Regions from separate parts of the Mus musculus genome. Here regions 2, 3, 4, 5, 6 and 7 are each linked to region 1. The links are chromatin contacts, called in public HiCAR-type, HiChIP or PLAC-seq and promoter capture Hi-C maps. All regions are on one chromosome and are shown on one strand. The core of a region is the stretch at or near the end of the contact, and the rest is flanking DNA. Distances in the headings are between cores, read along the strand shown. Region 1 holds the start of Rnf145 (ring finger protein 145). Region 2 holds the start of Cyfip2 (cytoplasmic FMR1 interacting protein 2). Region 3 overlaps Cyfip2 (cytoplasmic FMR1 interacting protein 2). Region 4 overlaps Adam19 (a disintegrin and metallopeptidase domain 19 (meltrin beta)). Region 5 overlaps Adam19 (a disintegrin and metallopeptidase domain 19 (meltrin beta)). Region 6 holds the start of Adam19 (a disintegrin and metallopeptidase domain 19 (meltrin beta)). Region 7 has its middle 16 kb from the start of Adam19.

Region 1 (3,612 bases), core at 429-2,928:
AGCTAGTAGGTGACAGTTACCGATAATCATCAATTTGACAAAATTAGTCACATGGGACCATGGCTCCTGAGGACATTCTCTTGATTAGTGTGATGCCATTCCTTGGATAGGGCATCCTGCACTGCTTACGAGTGAGGAACATGAGGCAGTGAGCAGTGACATGCATGCATTCACATCACTCTCTGCTTCTAGACTCTGGGTGAAGTGACCAGCTGTTTCAAGTTCCTGATGCCTTAACCTGCCCCACGAGGGACTGTGCGTTAAACAGTGAGCTGAAACACACCCATTCTCCATAAATTCTGTCCAAGTTTTATCACAGTCACAGAAAATGGGAGGGAGATATGCTACTGTGAACTTTAGTGATGGCTTTGGCTACATATTACTTATTTTACATCTATGAATGTTTTGTCTGCAGATATGTCTGAGCACCACATGTTTGTAGTGTCCATGGAGGCCAGAAGAGGGCGTCAGATCCTCTGGGACTCGAGTTACCAGCTACACCTGGGTGCTGAGAATTGAACCTGGGGGTGGGGTGTTCTCTAGAAGAACAAAAAGGGCTCTTAAGAGCTAAGCCATCTCTCCTGCTCTGATGACCTTGTATATGTAGAGGTTGTGTTTACAGTTTTATAGCAGGGGAGACCCAGAGGTTCAGAATCGTGGGTGTATGTGTCTCATAAGCAGTGGACAAGGACACATAAACATCAAAGAATACTCATTTTGTCTTGTACAGATTGTAAGGTGGAGGCTCTTGGCAAGTTTCCGAATGAGCCAGAATGGTTGCAATGCCTTACAAATCACTTGGTGTTCATCTTCTGTTACCTAGGCACTGCCTAATGAAAGGCCACACTAGTTTCTAGTGGCAACTGATTCTCAAGGGACTAAACTAAAAGCAAGGAACAACAGAGCAAATGGCAGAAGGTAATAGCGAGGCAATGGTAATACAGATGAACGTAGTAATAGATCCCTGCAAAGATCAGCTTAAGTCCTCAGCAAGCTTATATACTATATAGACACAGATCCTGCTCTAAAAGCTTCTACATTTATAATACGGCAAGAATGTGCCATAGTATTAGGAGACTAGAGCAGAACAAAAGGGTTTCAGGGAAAGGGTGTGTGCACACTAATGTGGTTTGAACCTTGAACCAAAAGAAATGGCAAACCTATTTACACCTTTTATTTTCATACAGTAGTTAATCATTTGCACCAAACGAAGGAGCCGGAATACAGTCCCAGGGAGCAATTCCAAACCATTCACTCATCCAGCATTTTACTCTTCGTCGTCCCTGATGCCTTAGAGACGAGTCTTAGTCTAGTCAAGGAGAGAGTTAAAAATTGCTCTGGGTTTGCACGCGGCAGGGACCAGCCTTTCACATTGTCCCACGTGGTCCCAGCAGGTGAGTGTAGGTGTGGGCGCGTGCGGCTCGTGGTGTCTGCGGAGTGAGCGCGAACACGTGTCAGAATGGCTGGGGTCACAGTGCATGTCCCGGTGTCGCCTCACCCTTCCTTGGAATAGTCTGCCGGACCAGCACCAAAGAGAAGCCGGCGTTTCGGGCCCACTCAACGGAGGCGGTGCGGGAAGATCCCGCCGTGCGCGATTGTGAGTGAGCGTGGGCGCACGGGGGCCGGGCGATGGCGAGCTCGCGCGCAGGCGCAGAGCGCGCGAGCCGGCGGTCGCCGCAGAGCGCGGGGGGCGGAGCCGGAGCGCGGGGACCAGGCCATGGCGGCCGCCGGGCGCTGGTGCCGGCGCTCGGCCCGGGAGCGCCTTTGTCGCCGCGGAGGATGGTGACCTCACGGTTCGGGCCGCTTCCGCTGCCTCCGCCTCCCGAGACGCCGCAGCCGAGGCCGGACGCGGGAGAGCCGCCGCTGTGAGCCGCGCAAACCGGGCCCCCCGCCGTCGGAACCGAAGATCTCACCGGAGGGGCGGGAATCGGAGCCGGGCAGCAGCGGACACCGCCATCCCCAGTGCCGCCCCGCAGGCAGGGAGGCTGCGGCTCCAGGTGACTGCGGTCAGCCGGGAGCATCCCGCAGGCCTGCTGCCCACTGCGCCTCCCCTCCCCTCCCCCACCCTCGCTCCTCCCCGCCGCGCCCCCTCCTTCTCCGGCTCTTGGCCCCGGCCTGGTCCCCCTCCGCACCGCGCCCTCCCGCCCACCCCTGAGCAGCGATCAGTCTCCTGCGACCTCCTCGCAGAGCCTCATACTCGTTCCCGGGGCCTCGGCTGCCTCCTCACCACCTTCCATCCTTCTTTCCTCCCGCGCCTGGAGAGGGAGAGAACCCTCACATTCCTGAGATGCCCTCATTGGGGCTCACCCCTCTCTGCTCTCCTGTACCCCGGTTGCAAGGCCTTTCCCGGTCTCTCTGGCAGAGGTGTCCAGTCCGGGCTCCTTTGCTCAGGTTTGCATTTCTAACTTTTCGTCTTTTGCGTTTCTGTTCACTCTTTTTGCTTTCAAGCTTCTTCCCTCTTCCCTGGCGTCTCCTCACCTCGCAGCCCCTTAACTCAGCCTAACCATGTGCAGGCGGTGCAGGTTGCGGGTTTCAGAAAGACCTGCCAAGCCCAAAGAATAGGGGGACCCCTGGCTTAGTGTGCAGTGCGCCTCTCTTCAGTCACGAGCAGCTCATCTCTCTCTTACTGTGTTCCTTTTCCCGCTCGCCATCCCTGGGTTCGCCCTCTCCAGTTCTGCTTTCCCACCCTAGGACCTTTGTGGAATGAACCCCCTATTCTATCTAAGGGTTAGGAACTTGACTCATATAAGCGCGCCTTATGAGGCGCGGTAGAGCCAGCACCCTTGGCGAGGCAGGGAGCACCCGGGCTTCTCTTCCTGGCAGAGTTTCTGCTCCACGTAATCCCCTAGCCTTGGGGCTGCTGCGTCCGTGCCGCGCTGCTGTGCTGTGCTCGCTGCCTGCTTGCGGCGAGCTGGCTTGGGGTTACTACAGTTCAAATGTATCTGAGCAAAGCAGGCGGGGTTGGGGGAGGTGCGGGGAGAGAGTGAGATGGGGCGGGGGAAGGGGCCTTTGCAGTGGGAAGGCATCAAAGATTAATGGATGGCTTTGCATCTCTGTCTGCAGTAAACAGGAAACTAGTCTGAAAGGAAGGGGTGTGTGTGTGTGTCTGTCTTTATTTTATAAAATACCGAGTGTGCAGTTTTGTGAATCTTGAACCAGACCCAAAAGGATGAGCTGCCGGTGCTGCAGTCGTGACCTAGGCTGAGCGTCCAATGGCAGAGGTAGCGTTGTTTTCCTTCTCTGTGTCGGGCCCTTAGGTTGGACGATGGCTCTTTCACTGGAGGGTGGACTCTTATCTGTGGATGTGGTTTCGGAGATGATGAGGAATCACAGGATTGCTAGTAGTTTCTGTGGAAACCAAGTCCCTACAAAGTTAGCTAGCAACACAGTGGGAGTGGGGAGGATTAGCTATATTTAAAACGTGTGCCAGCGCTTATGTAAGGAAGTTCTCTTTCCTGGTCTCCTTTCTGGGCGGAGTTACTTTCGGATTTTAGGGTCCAGCTTCGCCCTCTCGTTTTTGTTTTTGTTTTTTTGTTTTTTGTTTTGTTTGTTTATTTTTTTTAAGGTCTCAGCATCCCAATGGATAGACAGCCTCCTTGTCCCCCATTTGCT
Region 2 (3,612 bases), core at 380-2,879, 1.8 Mb after region 1:
CCTGACAGAAAACGAAGCTGGCAGCTGCCACATAGGCCATTCTGACCACAGTATCAGTGCCACATCTAGCTTACATCGGAAAGTCAACCATTAGAGATAGCAAATATTTTGACTTCAGCTCTGCTTCCTATTAAAATGTCTCCTATCCTCGGCTTCCTTTCTGATCCCATGACTTAAGAAGCGCCTGCTCTACATCCAATGGGAAAACCTTTTGTATTTAGCTCTTCAAGATAAATACCACTCACTGGCTCCTTTCTCAAGCAAGTTTGACAGGAGAGAAGGGACCCAAGGAGCATCGGGTGGAGGGGGGGAAAGCCACAGAAGGGGGGATGGTGGTAGGGACAACTACCTTCAAGGACTTACAATCCCGACTATAGATATTAATCTATATTTTTGTCCTCCGACAATGGCGGGAGGGGGGGGTGTCACTGAGTGCTAGGCAATGGTTCTTGCAGGGCCTGTGCCCAAGAATAAGGCTGGTCACTTCTAAGGGAAGGGGTCAAGAGGTAGAAATGGTTGCTTAGGAGCAACAGTCAGTCGTCAGTCTGATCCCTAAGTCTTCCTGCCCAACTGTGGGGCTGTGGGCACTAAAGAATTGGGCTAGCCAAGTTCTAAGTCTGGACTGGAAAACACCCAGATAGTCGCGGGAGAAAACCAACAGTCGGTTCAACCATGCTCCCTGCCCCCACCCTTAGCCACAAGCTACTCCTCTTCCTGTACACACAGGAGGGCTTACCTTCCTGAAGGTGATGTGGCAATCTCCCACAACAGACAGGTGGGCAGCTAAATACGAAGGAAACCTTGACCCCTAGGATTCCATCACCCCACCTTTCTCCTCCCCAAAGCCATCCAGGGGAGAGGCGCTAGTATAGGCCAGAACGCTTCGAAGCAGGTCAGCCATGCCTCCCGGCTCATCAGAGCTTTCCTCTCCCAAACCGTGCCGCTGTGGCCCCGGCCCCACCCGGCTTCGGTTCACCGCGGGCGCCCAGTACCCCCTTGCCTGTCAGGCGGGCCCAGGCAGCTCTCTCTGGCCTTGGCTGAATGATGGTGGCCGCGACCGCAGAGGCGGGGACTGCCCGGCGATCTGCAGTATGTAGGTGCAGGGATGTAGCCCCCTCTGGGCTTGTGGCCCCTGCAGGTATCCCTGGTCCCCGAGACTATCCCTGCCTCTTTTTAGGGCGGGTGGCTCCGGCCCAGGCCACGCACCTGCTGTGGCTGCCGCTGAGGCTGCTGCGCGGAGCTCTGCGCTGTACCCACGACTTCTGGAAAACGCTCCCTGCCCAGGGCGCCCGGGGCGGCCGAGGGGAGAAGGGACAACACAGGCCTGTAGCCCGGCCTCCAGGGACCTGAAGCCGTGTAGCCTCGGGCGCCAAGCCAAGCGCCCCCAACGGGCTGGGAGAAGTGGCGCCCGCCCCTCGCGCATCCTCAGGAACGCATCCACCGCCTAGGCAGCATTTCGGTTCCTGCATCAGCCCTGTTGTCTCCGAGAGTCCCTTACCTGGCTCGGTGGCAGGTCCAGGGGAGGGACCCGAGGCTACCGCAGGGCCCCGCGCCGGGGCGCAGGATGCTTAGCCCCGCTCCGCCGCTGCGCCGGCGGACCGCCGCGCCCCGCCCGCGGCCCCGCCTCTCCGCCTGCCGCGGCTCCTCCCCTGGCCGCGGTGCCCAGCCCCTTCGCCGCGGCTGCTGTCACACAAAGAGCCGGAAATGGCTGCGGCGAGGGGCTCCCTGCGCACCCCTGACCTGCAACCTCCTGAACCCATACCTTCCAGCCTTAGAGTATCCAGCCTCCGGACTCTGGAGGTGGAGGAGGGACGACTTTCCTGCTGCCGCCTGCATCACCAGCGACACCTGCCACTCCAGAAGGAAGGAAGCGTCAGCTCCTTTCGCATCTCCCCGGTGTCAAATTATTTTCATATAGTCATTTATTCACCACATCTTTATCGACTACCTGTTTTGTTCCAAGCATCTTGCCAAGAGCCAGGCACGCACTAGTGTGCAGTAGAGCCCCTGCTCGCTTGGAGCTTATTATTTGCCAGCATTAACTGACCTAACAGGAGTCCAATGACAGCTGCTTTCCCAAAGAAGGGAGCAGGCTAAGTGAGAGGTTGAGCCCTTCCACCACTTGAAGAATAACTTCCCAGAGGGCACGGGCTCAGAGGGCACGGGCTCAGAGGGCACAGGCTCAGCGGGAGAAAGCGCTTGCAGCCAAGCTTGATGATGACCTGAGTTCGATTCCCAGGATCCACAAGGTAGAAGGAGAGAGACAGCTTCTGTATATTGTGTTCTGACCTCCACCCACATGCATATATGCACATTACACAGACACACAGACACATACACACACCCATACACACACACAATAAATAAATGTAATAATTTAAAAACAAAGAGAAACATCTACTTCCTTTCCATTTCTTAGTGTAAAAATGTACAGCTATTATGTGTGTGTGTGCGTGTGTGTGTGTGTGTGTGTGTGTGTGTGTGTGTGTGTGTGCGCGCGCGCGTGCCCATGTCGATCCCATTGAGGTAGAATTGACTCGTGGACAAAATCATGATAAGCTGACTTTTAGGCAAACCTAGGAAGGAGCTGAGGAGACAGAAGCCTCTTAGATGCTGCTTAGGGCTCTTCAAAGAATCCATTGCTCCTTGAGACATAACTCGGAGGGCTTTAGGTAGGGATGAGGCCAGCTGCATTCAGTCCTGACCTGAACCCACCCCAGCATGGTACTGCTCTGAGTGGGAGATGCAGTACCTGCAATAAAGGGAATAATAGTTGCTCTGGGTACCATATATATATATATATATATATATATATATATATATATATATATATATATATATATATATGTGTGTGTGTGTGTGTGTATGTATATAAAGTATTTATTTTATTCTGTGTGTATGGGTATTTTGATTGCATGCACATATATGTGTACCGCATGCATGCCTGGTGCCAAGAATAATCTGGAACTGGAGATACAGATAATTGTGAGATGCCATGTAGGTACTGGGAATTGAACTCAGGTCCTCAAGAGGAGTAGCCACGGCTCCCAACTGCTGAGCCATCTCTCCAGCCTGCCCTCTTAGGGGAACTAATTGGAAAGTACTTGAGAGCCTGATTTATGTATAGAGCAACAAGGAATAAAATCTTGGGTCATGAGAACCTTCTCCAATGCTTGCCAGACGCCACAAACTTAGACTTGCACAGTTGTTCCCTGTAAATGGCTACTGATAGAGGAGCCACTGTATGCAAATCTCAGGCAAGGACTTGAGAAGACTTAGCTGCATCTCACATGCTTCCCCCGGGGCTCAGAAACCACGCTCCCATGTGGTTTGATGTTACATCACTTGTCTAATTTAAACTGCTATTTCAGAAGCGATGACTTACATATATAGCGACACACATACATTTTCCCCCCCTTCTGATGCCATGTGAGAAAGCTGTGGGGGTGTTTGTGGGGGATGGCTTTAAAAACAGAATTCAGGTTTCGTCTTACTTTAAAATTCATTTTTTTTCAACCAGGATCCTCAGGATTTCAGTCCACAGTGACTGCAGACGCTTACGAATGAGAATCCCCATTCCTTGGGTTTTCATCCTGAAAGGCAGATTATTTG
Region 3 (3,612 bases), core at 552-3,051, 1.8 Mb after region 1:
TCTATCTATCTATCTAATACTGCTGGGAAGGAATCCAGGCCCCCGGGCACCAAGACCTTGAGTATGTTTAACACTCATCCTCTATGCTTTACCACTGAGCCATAGCTCCAGTTTGGTCTCTTTCTCCAGAAAAACAAAATTCCAAGGCTGCCCAGATGACAGTTCTGTGGGAAAAGGCACTTGCTTTCAAGCCTGACTGTCTGAATGGGGGAAAACCAGTTTCTTTAGATTATCCTCTGACTGACGCATGCATGCCACGATACATATATACCTTCCCGTGAGAGAGAATAAATAAATAAATAAATAAATAAATAAAAATTAAGACAATCAACTGTTTAAGAAAAACAAAACCAGGCTCAGAAAATGTGAAAAGTACAAAAAATTTAATAATAGTTGCCCCTAAATATGAGGGCTAAAAGGAACAGAGAAGGGCTCCTCTGTTTACTTGATGTGCATATAGTTTGCTGACTTTGTTACAACGGAATCCACTAATTATGCAAAAATGTCAATGATAATAAAATCATCTGTATTTTCAACAAGTCCAAGACAGTGTAAAAAATGAGAACAATACGGTTTTGTGGAAACGATATGAATTTATAAAATATGGTCATGCCAATAAAAAGACCCAGAACCATCTGAAGCACAGGGTTTAGATGAAGTGAGACAATGTCACGCTTGCTACTTTAGATCCTTTGTGACAGCCTGGGTGACAAGAGACATCGACTGCCTTTGAAATAAAATACTGTGCCCTATATGTGCCGGGAGGGAAACTGTTAAGACCCTGGGCGTGGACCTTGTCAGCAGCACTATGGGAAGCACTTTGGGTCAGAGGCCCAGATTTGCTTCCCGCCACCTGGGGACCTCAGCCCTCTGGTTTGGGTTCAGGTTGGAGGAGCACTGCAGAAGCAGTGAGGCCTCTCTGAAGGGCAAGGATGGTCTCACCTGCGGGATGGCCCGGGAGCAGCTGCGCCAGGTGTACAGCATGACTGCATAGTCGTGGCCCTCCTCCAGCATTTCATTCTGAAACGGCAAAGCAGTCATCAGGGACATAAAACACTAGGGCCATGGACTTCTCCAGGCTCTCATCGGGACCACCCAGGATGTGGGCCATGGCAGGCAAGAGCAGCATCACCTGGGCGCTTGCTGATAAGGATGTCTGAGCCCCTGAATACGAACCTATATTCCAGCAAAGTTCCCAGGTAAGTCACGGGCACCTTATATCTTAGAATAGCTGATCTAATAAGAACTTCAGTGAAAGCCAGAAGAAAGGCCACATATTCTCCGATTCCTTTGGACAAAATACCCACAAGAGGTACAGCCTTACGGACAGATTGTAGTTGATGGAAACACGTGGGGAGAGGACCTGGGTTGACTGCTAAAAATTCTAGGGTGTCTGTATGGGGCAATGACATTAGATGGTGGTGACAGTTGTATAACATTGTGAAGATGATTAAAAATATAGACATATATATTTTAAGCAGTTTTCAGTTATGGAAAGCATACTCCAAAGAATATTAGGAGACAAGAATTAGCATTATGCTTTCTCTCCTTGAAAATATATTTAGGGAAAAATGAACTTTAAAATTTAAATCTATTTATCATATTCACTTTATAATACATTTTAAAGGCAGAATCCAATTTAACTTGGAGTTTGCTACTTATTGTGAATCTGCTCAACAGCAACAGCTTCCATTCTTAATTAAGAAGTCAGTAACATGCTGTCCCTGAGGGAAACAACCGAGAGCAACCCATGGGCTGCCTGCTTTCTCTTCAGTTTGGGCACACGTGTCTAAAAGAGGAACTGGCAGTAATGTAAGGAACACGTGGCTATTCTCAGCCCCCACCCCCCACCCCGAGTGCCCTCAGCACGCATAATTTCATTCAGTTAAAAAAAAAAAAAGGCTGCAGCAAGCATCTTTAGATCCCAGGCTCTGTGCCAGAAACAGAACTGAGAACCAAGATGTGCACTCTGCCCTCTAGACAGTTCAGCCATAGTTGTTACATAACAAGCCCAGAATACAGAGGTCAAGATGGCGTGGTGGAAAGAGCTCTGGATGTGGCCTTGGGAACCTTGAGTTATTGGCCATCTTTTATATATGTAAATTATATGTATAATATAGTATATTGTATATATACATATATGTGTGTGTATATTTAGAGAGATAGAGATATATTTCTGACGCTGTGGATGACCTTGAACTTCTGATCTTCCTGTCTCTACTTCTCAGGTGCTAGGGTTACAACATTTCCCACTATGCCTGGTGTATGTGGGTGTTAGGGGCCAAACTTCGGGCTTTGTGAATGCCAGGTAAGCAATCTACCTACTAAGCAGTGAGTTTATGCAATTTGCCACAGCAGCAGCAGATAACAAACAGAATCACGTTTAGAGCCAGCCGGTCCTTTAGATTTGCCTGCCTGAGCCTGTGACCTGGTATCTCAGAGAGACCTCAGTCTGGTTCTGCTTCCCCGACCCCAAAGAATCATTATGGCAGCTGGAGTTGACCTTCGGTTTCTCTCGTGTATACGATCATTACAGCTGTTCCCTGAAATCCTCGCCCCCACCCTTTCATGCTTCCAGTAACAATCATTTTGAGACTCTCGTCCAGTGTATCTGTTCCATTCATTCCTCTTTATAGCTCATTCCAAGAGTAATTACAGATCAAGCATGGCTGAACCTGAGTTCGGCTCCCTTTAGTGATAGGGTCTCTATTCCAAGCTTGCCTCAAGCTTCCTATGTAGCTGAGAAAGTGATCCTGAACTTTTGATCCTCCTGCCTCCACCTCCCCACAGTTGAGATTACAAGCATTTGCCAGACTATACCCAGTTTATTTGGTGCTGGAGATTTGGTTCATACAAGCCAGGGCTTTGTGTGTTCTAGACAGGCACTCAAACAGCTGAGCTTCGTCTCCAGCCTCCTTTCTGCACTTTGAGGAAATGAATGAAAGTCGTCTCTGTTACAGGCTTGAGACTGTGACTCTGTTTCTAGGTGGGCCCATTTGAAAGGTGACTGAAGCTCAGAGGAGATCATGAGGGCAGACTCTCACTCAATCTGTCATCCTTATAAAGAGAGGAAACTTGGGTAACACACAGAGACATCTGACACCCAGGAGTTTGGGAGGAATGAGCCTGAGTAGCCAGGGAAACATCAGGAGAAAGCAGCCCTGTCGACAGCTGGTCCAGGAATTGCATCCTCCAGGGCCGTGGAAAGCAAACACCCATTGTTTAAGCCGTTTACTCATGGTATTTTGCTACGGCAAAATGATCTCCATGTCTAGACCTCATCTCCATCAATGCTACGTACAGTACCACACATAGACACACCCCAATTTTGGGCAGTCTGAAAATTCTGTCTTTGCTCATGCTGATGGTCACCTAGCCCCCTCCCCATCTCATCTCTGACTGCTTCAACCTTCCATGGGATGGAGAGAACCACAGAAAGAGGTCAGGACCGTTCCCAGGTTCATGCAAGGACTTACTAGCTGTAGGACCATGAGCAACCCGCTTATTAATTTCTCCAGACCTCAGTCTTCTCATCTCTACAATAGGTATAATGATCCCTTTGCAAGCCCCAGGGTTATTATGAGGCTCTGATGCTATCACACAGCAGATTGC
Region 4 (3,612 bases), core at 558-3,057, 1.6 Mb after region 1:
TTCTGTTTTACAAAGGTATCAGGCGCCTGCCGCATCTGATCAGATACAGTCTTCTCACATGTGTATCTATTTTTATAACCATGTTGCTGCTTCCTAAATGTCCCCAGAGCAGCAGCATCTGTGGCACCTGGGAACTGTGAAAAAATGCAAATTTTTTAGCCTCACTCCAGATCTCTCGAACCCCAGATCATCAGGGTGGGGGTCCCACAATCCATGGTTTCATAAGACATCGGATTGGTTTTGATGCATAGCGGGTAAGCTTGGGAAACACTGGCCTAAAAGAGCAGGATAGTCCCTTGACTCATTTTCCTCGAATTGGACAGGCCCCAAGATTTCACAGACACCTGTCCACCTGGCCCAGTCATTTGTCTCACTTTTTCAGGCGACTTCCTGATTTTTTCTGTGCCGTTCCAACATAGTGCTTGGCATCAGGATGCAGCCGTGAGCCAGAGCTGCTCTTGAATCTGAACTTTGCTGTAGAAGCACAAAACCCTTGTAGCTCTAGGCATGGGAGCCACTGAAATGGGCCCTTGGTGATGCTTAAAATGCACACAGCAGATCTGGTGTGGTTTAGAGCCTTGGTAGACCCTCTCTGATCTGGTGATGCCAAAGATGGCAGGTGGCGTGTAAAGAAAGCTTGAATGGAGACTTATCCTGGAGTCCAGGAGTTCTGTTTCCTCCTGGAAGCCCTCCATGCACCCACCACCCATATTTCCATTAACCATGCATTACCTTCAAGTCCCATACCGTGTGGTGACATGACCACAGCCAAACACTCTTTCCTGTGCCCTGGCTGAGCACTGCAAAACTCCATGAAAGTGGGGGTGGGGGCTCATCACTGTATCATGGTCTCCTGTCCTCTCTACTTGGGGCTACCAGCTTCCCCAGTGGCCTCTTTCTTTGCAGCTCCACAGCGTGGGTCGGAGCAATGCCAGCGGGTGAGGGAGTTCTAGCCCAGGTTTGAGAGCTTATTTTCAGAGCTAGAGGTCGGAAGAGAAGGATCTTTAGCCTTCTTTCTTAAAGACAGGAGGAGTTCACTGGGCAGCGAAGTGGAGGTGAAGGGCTTTCCTGGGAGGGAACATTGTGTTTACTTTCAAAAGAGTTTAGCTTTCTTAAGCTGATGTTGGCATTGTTCCCCCCACCCCACCCCCCAGCAGTCAGGAATGGGTGGGTTCTAGGGTTTTTGTTTTCTTTCTACAGATTGATGTGTAGATGGGGGAGCAGCAACAAAGGTTGGCTTCAAAGCCAGCCAAGTAACCCACTTAGCCCCACCCCATAGCGGCACCTTTGGCTCTCTGTATTGTGAAGGTTCCTGGGGGAAAGCAAGGTCTTTCCTCCCAGAGAGTTCTCCATTTAAGCTTTATATCTTGTATCGTCTGATACAAGGTCTTTCGTCATTTTTCCTAAGATTGTTCAGATAAAATGTCCTGAGACTCCAATGGAGTGAGGCACTTAGAACCCCCCCCCCCCGCTCCAGTTTAAGGGAGGAGTATTATTCTTTTGCCCAGTGGGTCCTTGGTGCAGGGTTTTACAAGCCACTTAACCTGTGAGTCTCCAGCAGGCATAGAAGAGGAGGAGTTGGGGAGTGGTCTGTTGCTGGGTAGCTAGACTCCCAGCAAACCAGGCAAGAAAAGGCTCTGTTTGAAGGTGTGCCACCATGGCTGTGGGACCACCCAGAGGATCTTACTGATGCAGGGGAGTGAAGCACCCCTTAAAAAGCACCAGTCAGTCACATAGACATCCTCACCCCCTTAGCTACAAGTCACCCCCATGACTCGTACCTCTTGCTGAGTCAGGGATCTCTCAGTTCTCAGTGTCATGAACATCTCTCAGCTGTAGGCTTTGAATGATTCATGTCAGGGTTGGATCAGGCCAGGCAAGATTTGCAGCCCAGAATCTGCTGGCAGAAATATATTCCTGGTCGTTAATCTGAGCATGCAGGAAGATGAATCAAGGGAAGGATGTAGTATTTGTGATTTATCCCCCAGTGCTGAGACACAGCCGCTATCTCCGGGCTCGGAACTCACAGCAGCCAGAGGGATGCTTCGAGTGGGAAAGCAAGCTCTGGGCAGTGAGGTTGTGCTATTGGCATCTAGAGAGAGCTGTCAGCAGTAAGCAAGCAAGCAAGCAAGCAAGCAAGCAAGCAGTGGCTCTCTGCCTGGGCCAAGATCGAGGTGGGAGCTTCTGGGATGATTCTCAGCATGTCCATTCTGTAGGCAAGGAGGCGTGTGAGAGAGCTGCTTGGGTGGATCCTGGCACATTCCCTCATTTATTAAGTGAAATAGAATGCAATGGGAGCAAAGAGGGGGGCTTACGTTGGGGGAGGGGAAAGAATGGGTTTAGACATAGGGCTGTAAAGAACTTTGGTGGTACCAGCAGGATGTAAGATATCTGGGAAAGGCTGGCCTACCGTGTTATATGACCGGGGTTGCCTCAGAAAGGGTAACACTGAAGCACATATTTTTTAAGACTGGAGGTTGTAAACTACAGCCCATGTGAACCTATCACATGTTCCTATGAGTATTATTCTGGAGCAGGGCCATACCATTTGATTTATGGTATCCTGGAAGCTTCTAAGCAACCAAGGAGAACTGGGTAGCTGTGCTCCACCAAGGCAGAACTGAGCAGCTGTGGTCTACGATCATGTGGTCTACCAAGCCTCATCATGTTTACTCAGTAGCGCTTTGTAGAATAAGCTTACCAACTCCTGCTTCAGAGTCTTCTGGAAAACATGACACACTGTTTCAACTATGGTGGCCTCACTGGGCCTTACTGTTTGAGGATAGGATTAATATATTTGGAAGCCAGAAATCTCTTCCCAATGCAGTAATAAATGTTTACTAAATAAGTGGAAAGACTCTTGCCACAGGACTAGTTTAGAAGTCAGGAGGTCTTGGTAATAGAAACTTCTAGATTAAACAGTTTGCAAAGGTCTATGCAACAGGGTTCTAGAATTTACCTCTGTAGGAGATAAGGGTAGCAAAGGAGTTCTTTTCTGGTGAGTGTCAGTTCCAAAGAAGTCAAGGACTGTTGCAGAATTAATACAAGAGGGAGGAAGTGGTGTACCAGAGCTGGGAGTCAGCCCTTGCCAAACCAATACTCTAGGGCACCTCATTTGGGTATTCTGGAAGAGCTGGAGGAGGAAACCTGTAACGGCTTGAATAAGGAATACCCACCTAACAATACCTTCACTAGCTATCCAGATTCTGGGTCAAAATGACAGCACACAGGGCATGTCTATCCTTTAGGGCAGGGGGAGGTTACAGTTCTAAAATCTTTTCGTCTTCCCATCCTGACAATTTCCCTACTTCATTATTGAAGGTGAAAGAGGTCTGTCCTTTTCAGACAGAAGTGGTAATACAAAGCCTCCTAATGGGGCTTTAGGCAGACATTCTAATCAAGTTCAGCACACTCTTCTCTCCTATGCCCCATTATCGATGTCTGATTTCACAGTGATGATGAAGTCAAAGAGTCTTTCTCACCAAAGAAGGCACTGCCTCTTGGAATCATGTGGAAGGCAAAACCATGTTGATGCCACATGGCCCTGTTGGCAGCACCCCCTATGTGACATTTGCATGCCCCCCCCCCACTGCAGTTAGTCCGTGTAGGTTC
Region 5 (3,612 bases), core at 445-2,944, 1.6 Mb after region 1:
GTCCTTACCTTCTGGTGGGACCTGAAATAGGTCAAATTCTTACTCAGATCTTGTTTTCTCTCGTTTGATGAAGTAATGACTGTCTTCATTCTGAGAGTCACGACCTCTGTGGGATCGAAGCAAGATCTGCTAAGGAAATTGCTGTAAAAACTCAACCTGTGTCCCCATCACCCACACTTACCTCCCCTAGTTGCCCTGTCTTATCTGAGTTTTGGTGTTCGAGTGTGTGTGTGTGTGGGTGGGGGGAAGTGTGGGATTCCCATGCTCATGTAGAGGACAGAAGTTGGTATCTGTTGTCTTTCTCTATCGCTCATCGTCTCCTTGCTTCCAAAGATAAGGTCTTATCAAGTTGGGAGCTCGACAGTTGTCTAGCCTGTCTGGTGAACAAATTCCCAGGCGTCCTTCAGTCTCCGTGTCTTTCAGTGAGTGATGGGATCTGAACTCAGGCCCTCAGGCTCACACAGCAAGCTCGTTACCTGCTTTGCCATCTCCCCAGCCCTCACTCTTCCAAACTTCTCAGTACCTCACTTCTCAGGAGCAGGCCTCTGCTTATTCAACAGTAGAGACTTCACTTGGGAGCCTTGCTGGGGCTTGGAAGTGTCTCATATTGGCTTTTGTGGCAAACAGCAATACCTCTGAGTGGATGAAGTTTAGCTAGGCACTCCTCAGCTTCTTGACTAAGCCGGGTGGAAGCTGGGTCTTTCTGATTTAAGGGAGTAAGGCTCTTTTCCGGTCTCTTCATGGCTTCCATGTGTCCCCATGGATTTCCTCCCCTCCCCCCAGGTAGCGTGTTTGGAGAAAACTGGCAGGGACCTCATAGTCTCCTCTTGCATCAGCCTCCCTTGGGAGAGGTCCAGATGGGCCAAGGGGCTATAATGGCTGCATTATATCAAGCATAGTTTCTTTTTTTCAAAACCTTTCAGGAGAAGGGAGTTCTGGGAAAAAGAATTCCTTTGGAGAGACACTGAATCATAAAGGAAAGAGTGATCTAAGCTTGGAAGGGCCAACAGGGGCCCTGTTTTTCTGGAAGCTCTTTATTTCTTGCCTTAACCAGATTCTAGATTTAGGGTTTACACAAAGGTCAGACTAGATTGTGAGATATGTAGTATAACAATGTGGTTGGGACGAGTAGAGCAAGAGACTCTCAGCTCCCAGTGTCTAGGCCAGCCTTACCTTCAGCACACATACACAAACTTGACAGTACCCACACAACTATACACACACACACTCACACACAGGAATACATATACGCATATATGCACACTTCCCTCATAGTTTTATAACTAGAGGAAACTAGAGGTCGGCTTTCATACCAGTTCTAAAAAGAAGGAAGGTGGGTTTGAAATGGGTCTGAGTTTCTGGGGGACTTTCTGGTAAAACCTGCCTCCACGTGGCCTGTCAGCTCTTTTCAGGTATTTTCGTGGATCATCTTCATCCTGGGAGAGAGGTAGGTCCCCGCAGGGTAGGAGTGATACCAGCCTTTGAGGGCTAATGCTCAACAATCCTCTAGCACGGTGCCTGGCATATGGCTGGCCTTAGTCAATATTTGTAGTGTGAGGTGGGTTGCAGACGTAGGTCCTGGAGCCAAGCACTTAAAGTAAGTGTATGACGAAATCAGGACACGAGGAACCCAGGCTTTCCTACAGCCTCTAATACATACTACGAGCGAGGTTGGACAAACGCCCTTCCTCTGCCAACTCCTGACCTAGCTGCCACCAGGATTTCACATATCCTTGTGGACTGAGACTTCTGTGTTTGGAAACAGATTAGAACTTTCATGACAATATGTTACTTTTACTCTTTTCAGATTCCTTATCTGTAAAAGGGAAAGACTGAGCAGAGAGGTTAGGGCATAAAGGTTTTTTCATTATTATGGTAGATGCCTTGCTTTGGACTGGATCCGGGGATATCGGCTGGCTCTTTGGGATCTGCTGCTGGGCAGGGCCTCTGATGTACTTGCAGTGTCACTCACCATGACCTTCAGAGCTGAGACCTTCCAGTCCTGGCTTGTGACCAGGTCATTTGGCTAAGTTAGAGCAAGAACCTTGGCCAATTCCTAGTATCCTAGTCTGCAGTGTACTGAGATGGGAGGATTCACCTAAATTCAAACTAGGCCACTGTCATCTGGCTAGAACTTGGCCCAGGTGCTAGGCAGGGTAGGATAGTAGCCTACTGTGGTCCATGAGGGGCCCTTTCAGTGGTCCTCACTTGTGTTCTGAGATGCTAAGAATCCCAGGGCAGGTTTAGAATAGTTCTCAAGTATTTAGCCAGAGGCACCCACCTTTGAGGGTGCTAAGTTTGTGTTTTCAGATACCCACTCTGTCTTGTTTCAGGGTCAGATATACCTGGTCCCCTCTTCTGAGTTTCTTAAAAGATCTGGTGGCTTCTTGGAGATTGCTTTCCTCCGCTCCCCCAGGCTCAGTCATAAAGTCTCTCTTCATAGTATGGCAGTCTTGTCCTCCCCCCCCCCCCCCCAGTACTCCTCCCCAGGCCGCTGTGACTTCAGCTAATCTGATGAACAGCAACCATGATTATTTACCAAATACTGGTTACTATACAGGTTGCTACCATGGGGATATTTCTTGCTCTTTAAAATTTGGTATTTCTGAGAAAATTTTATTTCCCCGAACCATTCTTAACCAATAAATGTTCAGTTCAGGACAGGCTTTGTAGGGCATCCTTAAGCAAACCCACAAACTCTTATCGGTAAGCCATTTCCTGGGCCCCTCAGGTGTCTTGCCAGCTAGCTAAGCTTGCCTGATCATGAGATGTCAGGCCCTCTTTGTACTGATGGATATTCATGTTCATACTCACAGTGGGGAGAGAGCCATGGAGAGGATTAAATAGATCCTGCTGGCTAAAGGATCTGGTTATCCAGACATGCTTTGGGCATAACATAAAAACTGCACTCAGGACCAGGAGCTATTCAGAGGGGTGTGAGGTCTCTGGAAACCAGAAATACAATGGGAAGTGGCTGGTAAAGGGGACTGTTGCTTTGATGCCTTGTGTAAAGATGTCCTCAATAGGCTGCTAAAGACAACATACCCAAAATTTTGGCTTTTTGAGAGCTGGGCTGGTGGGTGGTACCATCTTGCTTAGGTTGGTCCCCGAGACAACAGGGGCCTTGCTCAAATGGGAGGAGGGCTCAGCTCTTCACTATAGGAGCAACCTTCAGCCTTCCAGGGCCCTTCTGAGCCCTCACAAAGGAATGCTGGTGCTTGTGAGCCCCTGAAAGATCAGTGCCTTATTTGGCAATGGGGCTTTTGCAAATCTGTTTCCATTCCTTTAGAGTCAGAGGTAGACCAAGCAAAGTGCAGGCTGATTTGGAAAATCTGGTTCTTTTTCTCTCCTTACGTTTACCCTACTGGAGAACCAACATAAAAGAAAATTATACGTATGATTTCTTTTTTTCTAATTCTGCCCAAAATGTGAAGTAGCACAGGCCATTTCATTAGAGTAACAGTCTGCCTTTCAGATACACTTCCTGTCCTGGGGAGTTCTAGGTGGCACCCTTTACGTTTAATGGAAACCTGGGGTTATTGTTTTCCAACTGAATGGAAATATTTGCAGTTATTGAGTCTTACACTAAAGCCTTTATTTACCTGTGAACAC
Region 6 (3,612 bases), core at 694-3,193, 1.5 Mb after region 1:
CCTCCCAAGTGCTTGGATTAAAGGCATGCACCACCACGCCCAGCCTTAGACCATTTCTATGGTGATAGCAAATGACATGCATGACAGTGAAGGACTAAATTACCCCCCCCCCCATTCATATGTTGGAACCCAAGCCTTGGTGTGACTGTACAAGAAGATGGTACCCACAAGGAGATAATTAGGCTAGAGTCCGTGAGGATGGGCTCATACATAGCACAGGCTTCCTCAGAAAACCCCGGAGCTCGCTCCCTATACTTGTATGGACAGGGCCAGGTGAAGACACAGTTGTTTACAAACGAATAGAAGAGTTTATCAGAATCTGACCTGGTGACACGTGGGGCTTGACACTCCAGCTTTCCAGGACTGACAAATGAGTCTTTAATGCCTCAGACCAGTCACACCCCTTGCCGCCTGGGGGTGAGAAAGGCAACTCTCTAAGCCACTATCTGCTTTTCCATTACAGCAGATGGAGAGAACTCACACAGTTCCTGTCCACACCAATGGTAAGAATGGTTTGATCCCTTCCCTCTGTGAGAGCCTTGCAGACTCACGGTGCATTGGTTTTGAGAGTTCCTGGCCTGGTTTTGGGGGTGGGGGATGGGGAAAGGAACTGACAAATGTAGGTGCGAGACTCCCCTTCCAGAGCCTCCTCTCCCTTGGAGTTTTGCTAACCAACCCTATACAGATTATTTCTGGCTATCTCTTTTTTCTGTTCTTCATTCATCAACTAAGGCATGTTGCACCAGGCTTTGTAATAGCAAATATACAGACTCTAAGTGAAACCCAGACATTAGCTTTGTGACCTTTGGTGAGGGGACTTAATGCTTTTCTGGTTTGATTCCCCTCCCCCAGAGGGGAGATAGAGATGAAGCCAATACCTACCCCCTCCAGATGGTCGCCTAATTATCACTGTTATTCTACACTGTGTCAATGGAGTCCAGATTAGCCTCAAATTCACCACGTAGCAGAGATTAACCTTGAACTTTGGATCCTCCAGCCTCTGCCCCATAAGTGCTGGGATCACAGTGGTGCACCACACTCCTGGAATTACGAGGTCCTGGGGATGGAACCCAGGGCTTCATGAGTGCATGACAAGCATTCCACCAGCTGAGACACATTTCCAGTCCACAGCGGACTCATGACAAGATCAACTATCAGAGGCCCTAGCACGTACGGAATGTCAATAAAAGCTAAGTCCTAAGTGTCTGCTACTGTAATTTTCTTAGTGATAGCCATCATTTGTGGGCTTCATCTTCCATTGCATCCTAAACCCTAACCATCCCAAATTCTGCTCTCTCCTGTCCCCAACCTATACAGCCCAAGGCTTCCCTCCTTCTCTGTAATCCTGTCTAGACTGTTTCTTGGGCTTGGTGTTCTGTTTCTGGAGTACAGAAGCCCTGTCCTCTGGGATGCTGGATCTGCAACCCCACCCCCTCCACCCCCCACCTCCCGTGTCAGAAGGCCTGGACTAAAGGCCCAGATTGGAGTCCCGATAGGAAAACAAGTTCTTTTAGCACTCATTTCAGTCCCTTGGAATTAACTCTTTCACAGCCTGACTCCAAGAGTAGTCAATCCTGGAAGGTAGAGCTACAAAGAGTTGTCTTGGTCACCCAAAGTACTTAGCATAAAGCGGGATAGAGTAAACTAGCTACAGTGGGGCAGAAGTGTGTGTGTGTGTGTGTGTGTGTGTGTGTGTGTGTGTGTGTGTGTGTGTTTAACACTTTCAACCCCAGTCCTGTAATCTCCCAGGCCTCAAGAATGGTTGATTACTTCAGAAATTCGGATCATCCCTTCCCCTGGGTGTCCTTCACCTGAGTCAGCGATGCTCCCGGGGGGCTTCCCTCGCTCCTCCCACTGCTGTCCCTCCAGCCACCACCAACCCCCTCCTCCGCGTGGCGCCTCCCCTCCTCCCATTCCAGGCAGAGCCCTGAGGGGCTAGGGGCGGAGCGTCTGGGATGTGGGCTGGGTGGCTTTTAGGCCGGCGTTTGCTTGAAAACCTCCGCCGCCGCTAGGCCGGGGGCAGGCAATGGCAGGGGATGTGTGATTGCGGACAGTGAGAGGGCCGTTGCTATCATGCCCGGGCGCGCGGGCGTCGCCCGGTTCTGCTTGCTGGCTCTCGCTCTGCAGCTACATTGGCCGCTGGCGGCGTGCGAGCCGGGATGGACCACAAGTAAGTGGCAGCGCGCAGATGGGTTCTGAGGCGACTAGGGGTGGTGGTGATGACTGAGGGTCTGAGAGTCGCTCTTGCATGCCGGCAGCTCCATGACCGCTATCCCTGCGGACTCCGCCACTCCCCGGGTGTGAGTATCGCCACCCCCAAGCCTAGGAGCCCAGGCTTTGTTCTCTTGTGGTGAGCCACGGGAGGTCGTGGAGCTAGTGCGCTCACTGCAATCAGAAAGCAGTAAGTCTCTCTCTCTCTCTCTCTCTCTCTCTCTCTCTCTCTTTGCTTGCCTTCCTTTCTTCATCTCCCCGTGTTTTCTTACTTTGGGCTTCTCTTTCCGCTGCTCTTCCTATCTTTGCTGTTTTTCTTGAGGTTGCTCGTCTCCGCTCTGCCTCTCTCTCATCGCTATTTTGCGCCCGCTGCTCTAGCAACCCCAGAGCATCCCCAGAGGAGCACCCCAAGCATCCTATCCCGAATCGGCGAGGGAACCACTCCCTGGATCTTGCTGGGGGCGGGGGGGTGGTGGTGTCAAAAGCATACCAGTGGGATAGAAAATCAAAGGTTTCCGAGAGATTAGGGTAGGGTGGTTTACTGGTTATCTCTGCCTGTACACTTAGCATCTCTGAAAGACCATAAAAGAACCATGCGCACCCATTATGCAGATCGTAAGCTGAAGTTCACTAACAAAAACCCAGGTGTGTATAAGTACGCCCCACATTGAAGATCTGATACTGGAAACCGGAGCTTTCTTTCCACCTCACCCAATGCCTATCTCCTCTTGGCCTCAGTTTTCATGTGAAGAAAATGGAATGGGCTCCACGCTTCCAGTTTGGACGCTGGATAATGCCTATTTCTCACAACTGTTTTCCCAGGCACCGCTCCCTCCCGGGCCGCATCCCTCAGAGGTTCTCATAGGATTTCGCGGAAGGGACGGTCCCGGAGGGGCAATGCCTGGCTTCTGTCATCTTGACCCGGGAGAGCTTATTTAGCCTTAGCTCTGAGGCAGCTGGAGAGCTGGGCTGACTCCAGACGGTCGCGGGTGCTTGCTGTACCAACCGTCAGCGTTTTTAAATCAAGCTAACGACGCCCTAGTGTACGGGCTGGGCAGGCTGCAGCCCCCGCCCCATCCCTGCAAGAACCTGACCCGAGGGTTTCCTCCACTCAACGCTCCAGCTCCTTTGCCTTGGATAGGAGAAGGCTCTTCCTTTTGTTGGGGTGTGGGGTTCCTCGGGGAAGAGGGAGCCAGGTCCTGTTCGAGTCTGATTTTCCAGCCTACCATTTGCACAGAAGAAAGACAGGAAAGTAAACTTCACGGGATCTGGAGGCCTTGAGAACAGTCAGTGAGGTAGAGTGACTGCAGACCCGGGGAGAAAGCAAAATCTACGAGTTGTAAAGTGACCCATGATCCCCAAATGAGCAGTTGCTATTAATATTTTCCTTTCCCCCTTCCT
Region 7 (3,612 bases), core at 366-2,865, 1.5 Mb after region 1:
AAGCTACTTTGAATTGCTTATCTTCTGTCTTAAGGAGCTTCTCTGCAGGATAGATTATTTCCATCTAAGAGGGAACTGCTACACAACAGGGGAAGAGACAAGGCAGCTCTGGAGTGCAGGTCATGATCTCGTTCCGGGTTAGGGTACCCACGCATGTGTGCTTGAGTGGGGAAAGTGTTCAAGCTGGCCCCAGTGCCGATGGTACACACACTCTGTGGTACTTCACTGTTAAGTTGATGAAAAGAAGTCCCTCCATAATGAATATGCTCTGTCTTTGACAAATCATTTTTTCCTTTTTCATAATTTCCTAGAAATAGAATTGCCAAATCAAGATTTTCAATATTTTATGCCTTTCGATACATCTTGCCATCTCATTGGGAACTGGTTGCCATGAAGACAAGAATAGCTCACATCTTCTCCACTCTTGTAATTCCAACACCTGGTAGCGTGGGAAATGAGGACGATTTATATAGATAAGAAGTTTAAAGAGCAGATAGACTTCAGACTTTGCTCAAGTCTCAGGTTAAAAATCATTATTGGAACTCAGACTCTCTCTTGCTACTGTTTGGCTTACTTTCTAACAATTCTCTTCTTGGTGACAGGAAGAACACTGCTAGTAACAAACGTAAAAGCATCTCAGGTCGGGGCAGGGCTCAGTGGGCGAGAACACTTGCTTGACAAGCAGGAGAACCTGCGGTCAGATTCCCAGAAGCCACCTTAAAAGGCTGGGTGTAGCTGCAGGAGCGCCTACTGCTCTGTGAATAGGATCAGGGCATGAGTCCGGAGTGTTGCTGGTCTTGTTGGCTGCCAGCTGAACTCCGGGTTCAAGCCTGCTTCAAGCGAATTAGACAGAGTAAATACACCAGAACACTCAACTTTCTCCTCCGGCATCCATACCCATTCACGTTTGTATACAGCACACAAACACAGATCCACACACAAGTACACACATATCTTTAAGATTGCGGACATTCAGGAGACAGATGCTCACGGGTCCATGTTGGAGTAACAGTCCCATCATCAAGACAACATTGAGTGTGGGATGAACTTTCTGTCAAGCTCTTGACTCCTTAACTATTCCCGAGCAGGGACCTGGGTGGGAGAGAAGGATCCCCGGGACCCGAGCCACGGGAGGGGATGTGAAGGGGTGCAAGTGCCCTTTAGGGCCGACCCATTTCCCAGCTCTCAGCCTCAGCGTGTGCTCAGCCAGCGGCAGTGATGATGCTCTCTCACTGGGTGTGTGCAGCCGCGAGCTGAAAACCGACCTACAGCGGAGCTGCTTCCCAGTGGAGCCTTCTGGAATCAAGGGCTTCCTTGGACCTTAACTGCCGTTTTTAATTGGCAAGACCCACGTGAGTGGGGCTTTCCCTGCGTGCGTGTGCACACACCTTTGCCCTTTGCAGCTTATGTGGGGGTAGATGGAAGCTTGATAAATGCGCAGAGTTCGTCTATGTCCCCCTTCCCACGATCATTATCCTAAAACAGGTTCTCCTCTACAGTTTTCCAGATTTGTGTAAAGAACGCGTGCTACCGCATCCCACCCCCACAGTCTTCCGGTTTCATCTACTTCCTCTGCTTCAGCCTGATGAAGCAGAGTTGGCTGGGCTCAGTAACAATCGGGAGTCTCCACATTGGTATGCTCAGACTCATCTCACTGGCGGCCTCAGTAGCAACTGCCTTACAGACTCATTACTTTGGACTTCCAATTTGGCTTCCGTTTCAGGGTTTGTCCATGACCCCGGGGGGTGGGGGAGGGGAGTTAATTTCCTCTTTCTGGACCTTGGTGGACACAGCAATAAAATGAAATATATCTCGTCTGCAGAAACAGACAGTTTCAGTAGTACGTCTTAGGTGATCTGAGCCTGGAATTCCACACACACTCTCCGCCGTGACCTGCTTCTTGTAAGAAGGGCACCTTCAAGCCCAGATGGTGTGCCTGCGAGACCAGGTCCAGGGGTTGTGAGTGCTAAAACAAAATGAAAACACAGAACCCATTGTCTAAGAATTTTTAAGAATTGGAGCCGGTGAGATAATACATTGGGTGGGGATGGGGTAAGGGCCTCTGCTGCTGAGCCTGAGGACTTGACTTCAATCTCCCTGAGCCCCCATTGTGGAAGAAAAGAACTAATTCCCTCGGACTGTCCCCTGATCTCCATGCACAAGCAATGGCATGTGCACAGACAGATCCCACTACATACTCATGAACACCTTTTTAAAAACCAGATAGACAAATATAAGAAAGAGTAAAAATTACCGAGAAATGGTAATTTCTTGAAGATGGAGTGACTGTAACCAAAATACATTGTATGACTAAATGACATTCTCAAAGATAATAAAATAATAAAAAATACTGTTTAAGAAATTTGGAATGTAGTGACAGAGTATTATATCATGTGTCACTGAGAATGGGTCCTGTCTAACTGCCTAGGCTATGCTTCTGGGTGACTGAGTCGGTCACATAGGATATAGGAATGGGAATTTATCAGCCGTGCTCACGTCTCTCCTCTACATTTTGCGTTAGGTCTCTGTGACTGTCTGGTTGTTTGTTTGTTTGTTTTTTGAGACAGGGTTTCTCTGTATAGCCCCGACTGTCCTGGAACTCACTTTGTAGACCAGGCTGGCCTCAAACTCAGAAATTCGCCTGCCTCTGCCTCCCAAGTGCTGGGATTAAAGGCGTGCACCACCATCGCCCGGTGTGACTGGCTGGTTTTGTGTCAACTTGACACAAGCAAGAGTCATTAGAGAGGAAGGAACCTCACTTGAGGAAATCATCCATGAGATCCAGCTATTCAGAATTTTCTCCTTTGTGATCAGTGCGGGGAGGGTTTAGACCATAGTGGGGAGTGCCACCCCTGGGCTGGTGGTCCTCAGTTCTAAAACAAAGCAGCAGACTGAGCAAGCCACATGAAGTAAGCCAGTAAGCAGCACCCTTCCATGGCCTCTGCATCAGCTCCAGGTTCCTGTCCTGTCTGAGTTCCTATCCTGACTTCTTTAGTGATGAACAGCAATGTGGAAGTGTAAGCCGAATAAACCCTTTCCTCCCCAACTTGCTTGTTGGTCATGGTGTTTTGTTACAGCAATAGAAACCCTAATTGCGAAAGTCTCCATCATCTTTTGCAGAAACAAAAGAATCAAATGCCCACAGGAACAATGAGCGATATGGGGTGGAAGTGATGGTGTCTGTGACACAATGGTAAGCAGGTCTCCCACCTAAAAGGAACAGCTGGAACTGAGCGAGGCAAATTATCACTAGAGAAGGCTCACCATTACTGGATTTTTTTTTCAGTTGCTCACCACTGAAATGGGATCTTGATACCCACCTTAGCATAGCTTTTCAGAAGGATCAAGTCAGATACCATAAAGAAATGTCTATGAAACAGACTGAGGTCATCTGAAGATTTTTACCAAGACAGGAGGAAAAATGCCGGAGGGAGGTCAGTTGCCAGCTGGAGAAGGGAAACAGCTGCCGGAAGCTGCCTTCTGAGGTCCATTTTGCATCACTATCCACTAACAATGTTTGACTTCCTGCTTCTAGGCTGGCATAGAAGGGTTTAGGAGCAGCCGCCCCATCCTATTAAGTGACCAGCTTAATTCTCTGTAACTCTTTTGCCC

The links. Promoter capture Hi-C pulls out the DNA fragments that hold promoters and counts their contacts. HiCAR-type assays count read pairs that join an accessible place to other places. HiChIP or PLAC-seq counts read pairs in DNA pulled down with a chosen protein or histone mark.
Region 2: a contact with region 1 is called in a promoter capture Hi-C map of neutrophils, with 5 times the contacts expected there. The contact joins the promoter of Cyfip2 here to the promoter of Rnf145 in region 1. A contact is called at or near these places in 7 of 39 promoter capture datasets (the C10 cell line, cranial neural crest, hippocampal neurons and 4 more), 1 of 484 Hi-C or Micro-C datasets (cerebral cortex) and 2 of 115 datasets of contacts at active chromatin or transcription factors (embryonic stem cells and large pre-B cells).
Region 3: a promoter capture Hi-C map of pre-B cells shows a contact between it and region 1, with 8 times the contacts expected there. The contact joins the enhancer-like site here to the promoter of Rnf145 in region 1. A contact is called at or near these places in 3 of 39 promoter capture datasets (hippocampal neurons, liver and pre-B cells) and 4 of 115 datasets of contacts at active chromatin or transcription factors (embryonic forebrain, embryonic hindbrain, memory CD8 T cells and 1 more).
Region 4: an H3K27ac HiChIP or PLAC-seq map of embryonic stem cells shows a contact between it and region 1, with 4 times the contacts expected there. The contact joins the enhancer-like site here to the promoter of Rnf145 in region 1. A contact is called at or near these places in 7 of 39 promoter capture datasets (the 3T3-L1 cell line, the C10 cell line, embryonic stem cells and 3 more) and 3 of 115 datasets of contacts at active chromatin or transcription factors (embryonic stem cells, extraembryonic endoderm stem cells and stem cell-derived neural progenitor cells).
Region 5: a contact with region 1 is called in a promoter capture Hi-C map of liver, with 5 times the contacts expected there. The contact joins the enhancer-like site here to the promoter of Rnf145 in region 1. A contact is called at or near these places in 5 of 39 promoter capture datasets (3T3-L1-derived adipocytes, the C10 cell line, liver and 1 more).
Region 6: a HiCAR-type map of astrocytes shows a contact between it and region 1, with 5 times the contacts expected there. The contact joins the promoter of Adam19 here to the promoter of Rnf145 in region 1. A contact is called at or near these places in 3 of 39 promoter capture datasets (hippocampal neurons, liver and pre-B cells), 6 of 115 datasets of contacts at active chromatin or transcription factors (astrocytes, bone marrow-derived dendritic cells, extraembryonic endoderm stem cells and 3 more) and 3 of 9 other capture datasets (adipose tissue, embryonic stem cells and liver).
Region 7: a contact with region 1 is called in a promoter capture Hi-C map of liver, with 3 times the contacts expected there. The contact joins the enhancer-like site here to the promoter of Rnf145 in region 1. A contact is called at or near these places in 6 of 39 promoter capture datasets (the 3T3-L1 cell line, hippocampal neurons, liver and 2 more), 1 of 115 datasets of contacts at active chromatin or transcription factors (pro-B cells) and 1 of 9 other capture datasets (liver).

The regions. Positions count from the first base shown.
Region 1 is chr11:44,517,278-44,520,889 of GRCm38.p6, forward strand. Rnf145 (ring finger protein 145) reads left to right here and starts at 1,679. Exons shown (of 11, transcript NM_028862.4): 1 at 1,679-1,997.
Region 2 is chr11:46,310,729-46,314,340 of GRCm38.p6, forward strand. It overlaps Cyfip2 (cytoplasmic FMR1 interacting protein 2), which reads right to left and starts at 1,630. Exons shown (of 31, transcript NM_133769.3): 1 at 1,499-1,630.
Region 3 is chr11:46,285,125-46,288,736 of GRCm38.p6, forward strand. It overlaps Cyfip2 (cytoplasmic FMR1 interacting protein 2), which reads right to left. Exons shown (of 31, transcript NM_133769.3): 4 at 943-1,020. Among named protein-coding and RNA genes, the nearest start is that of Cyfip2, 25 kb to the right of the region's middle. Within about 2 kb of position 1,802, at least 57 of the 459 cell types and tissues checked have an H3K27ac peak or open chromatin away from gene starts, as enhancers often do. A contact at or near this core is called in pre-B cells, where this site is marked.
Region 4 is chr11:46,114,079-46,117,690 of GRCm38.p6, forward strand. The region is part of intron 7 of Adam19 (a disintegrin and metallopeptidase domain 19 (meltrin beta)); the gene reads left to right. Among named protein-coding and RNA genes, the nearest start is that of Mir8100, 14 kb to the left of the region's middle. Within about 2 kb of position 1,808, at least 66 of the 459 cell types and tissues checked have an H3K27ac peak or open chromatin away from gene starts, as enhancers often do. A contact at or near this core is called in embryonic stem cells, where this site is marked.
Region 5 is chr11:46,083,962-46,087,573 of GRCm38.p6, forward strand. The region is part of intron 3 of Adam19 (a disintegrin and metallopeptidase domain 19 (meltrin beta)); the gene reads left to right. Among named protein-coding and RNA genes, the nearest start is that of Mir8100, 17 kb to the right of the region's middle. Within about 2 kb of position 1,695, at least 81 of the 459 cell types and tissues checked have an H3K27ac peak or open chromatin away from gene starts, as enhancers often do. A contact at or near this core is called in 3T3-L1-derived adipocytes and liver, where this site is marked.
Region 6 is chr11:46,054,041-46,057,652 of GRCm38.p6, forward strand. It overlaps Adam19 (a disintegrin and metallopeptidase domain 19 (meltrin beta)), which reads left to right and starts at 1,944. Exons shown (of 23, transcript NM_009616.4): 1 at 1,944-2,170. The coding sequence starts at 2,074.
Region 7 is chr11:46,037,871-46,041,482 of GRCm38.p6, forward strand. No RefSeq gene overlaps it. Among named protein-coding and RNA genes, the nearest start is that of Adam19, 16 kb to the right of the region's middle. Within about 2 kb of position 1,616, at least 51 of the 459 cell types and tissues checked have an H3K27ac peak or open chromatin away from gene starts, as enhancers often do. A contact at or near this core is called in liver, where this site is marked.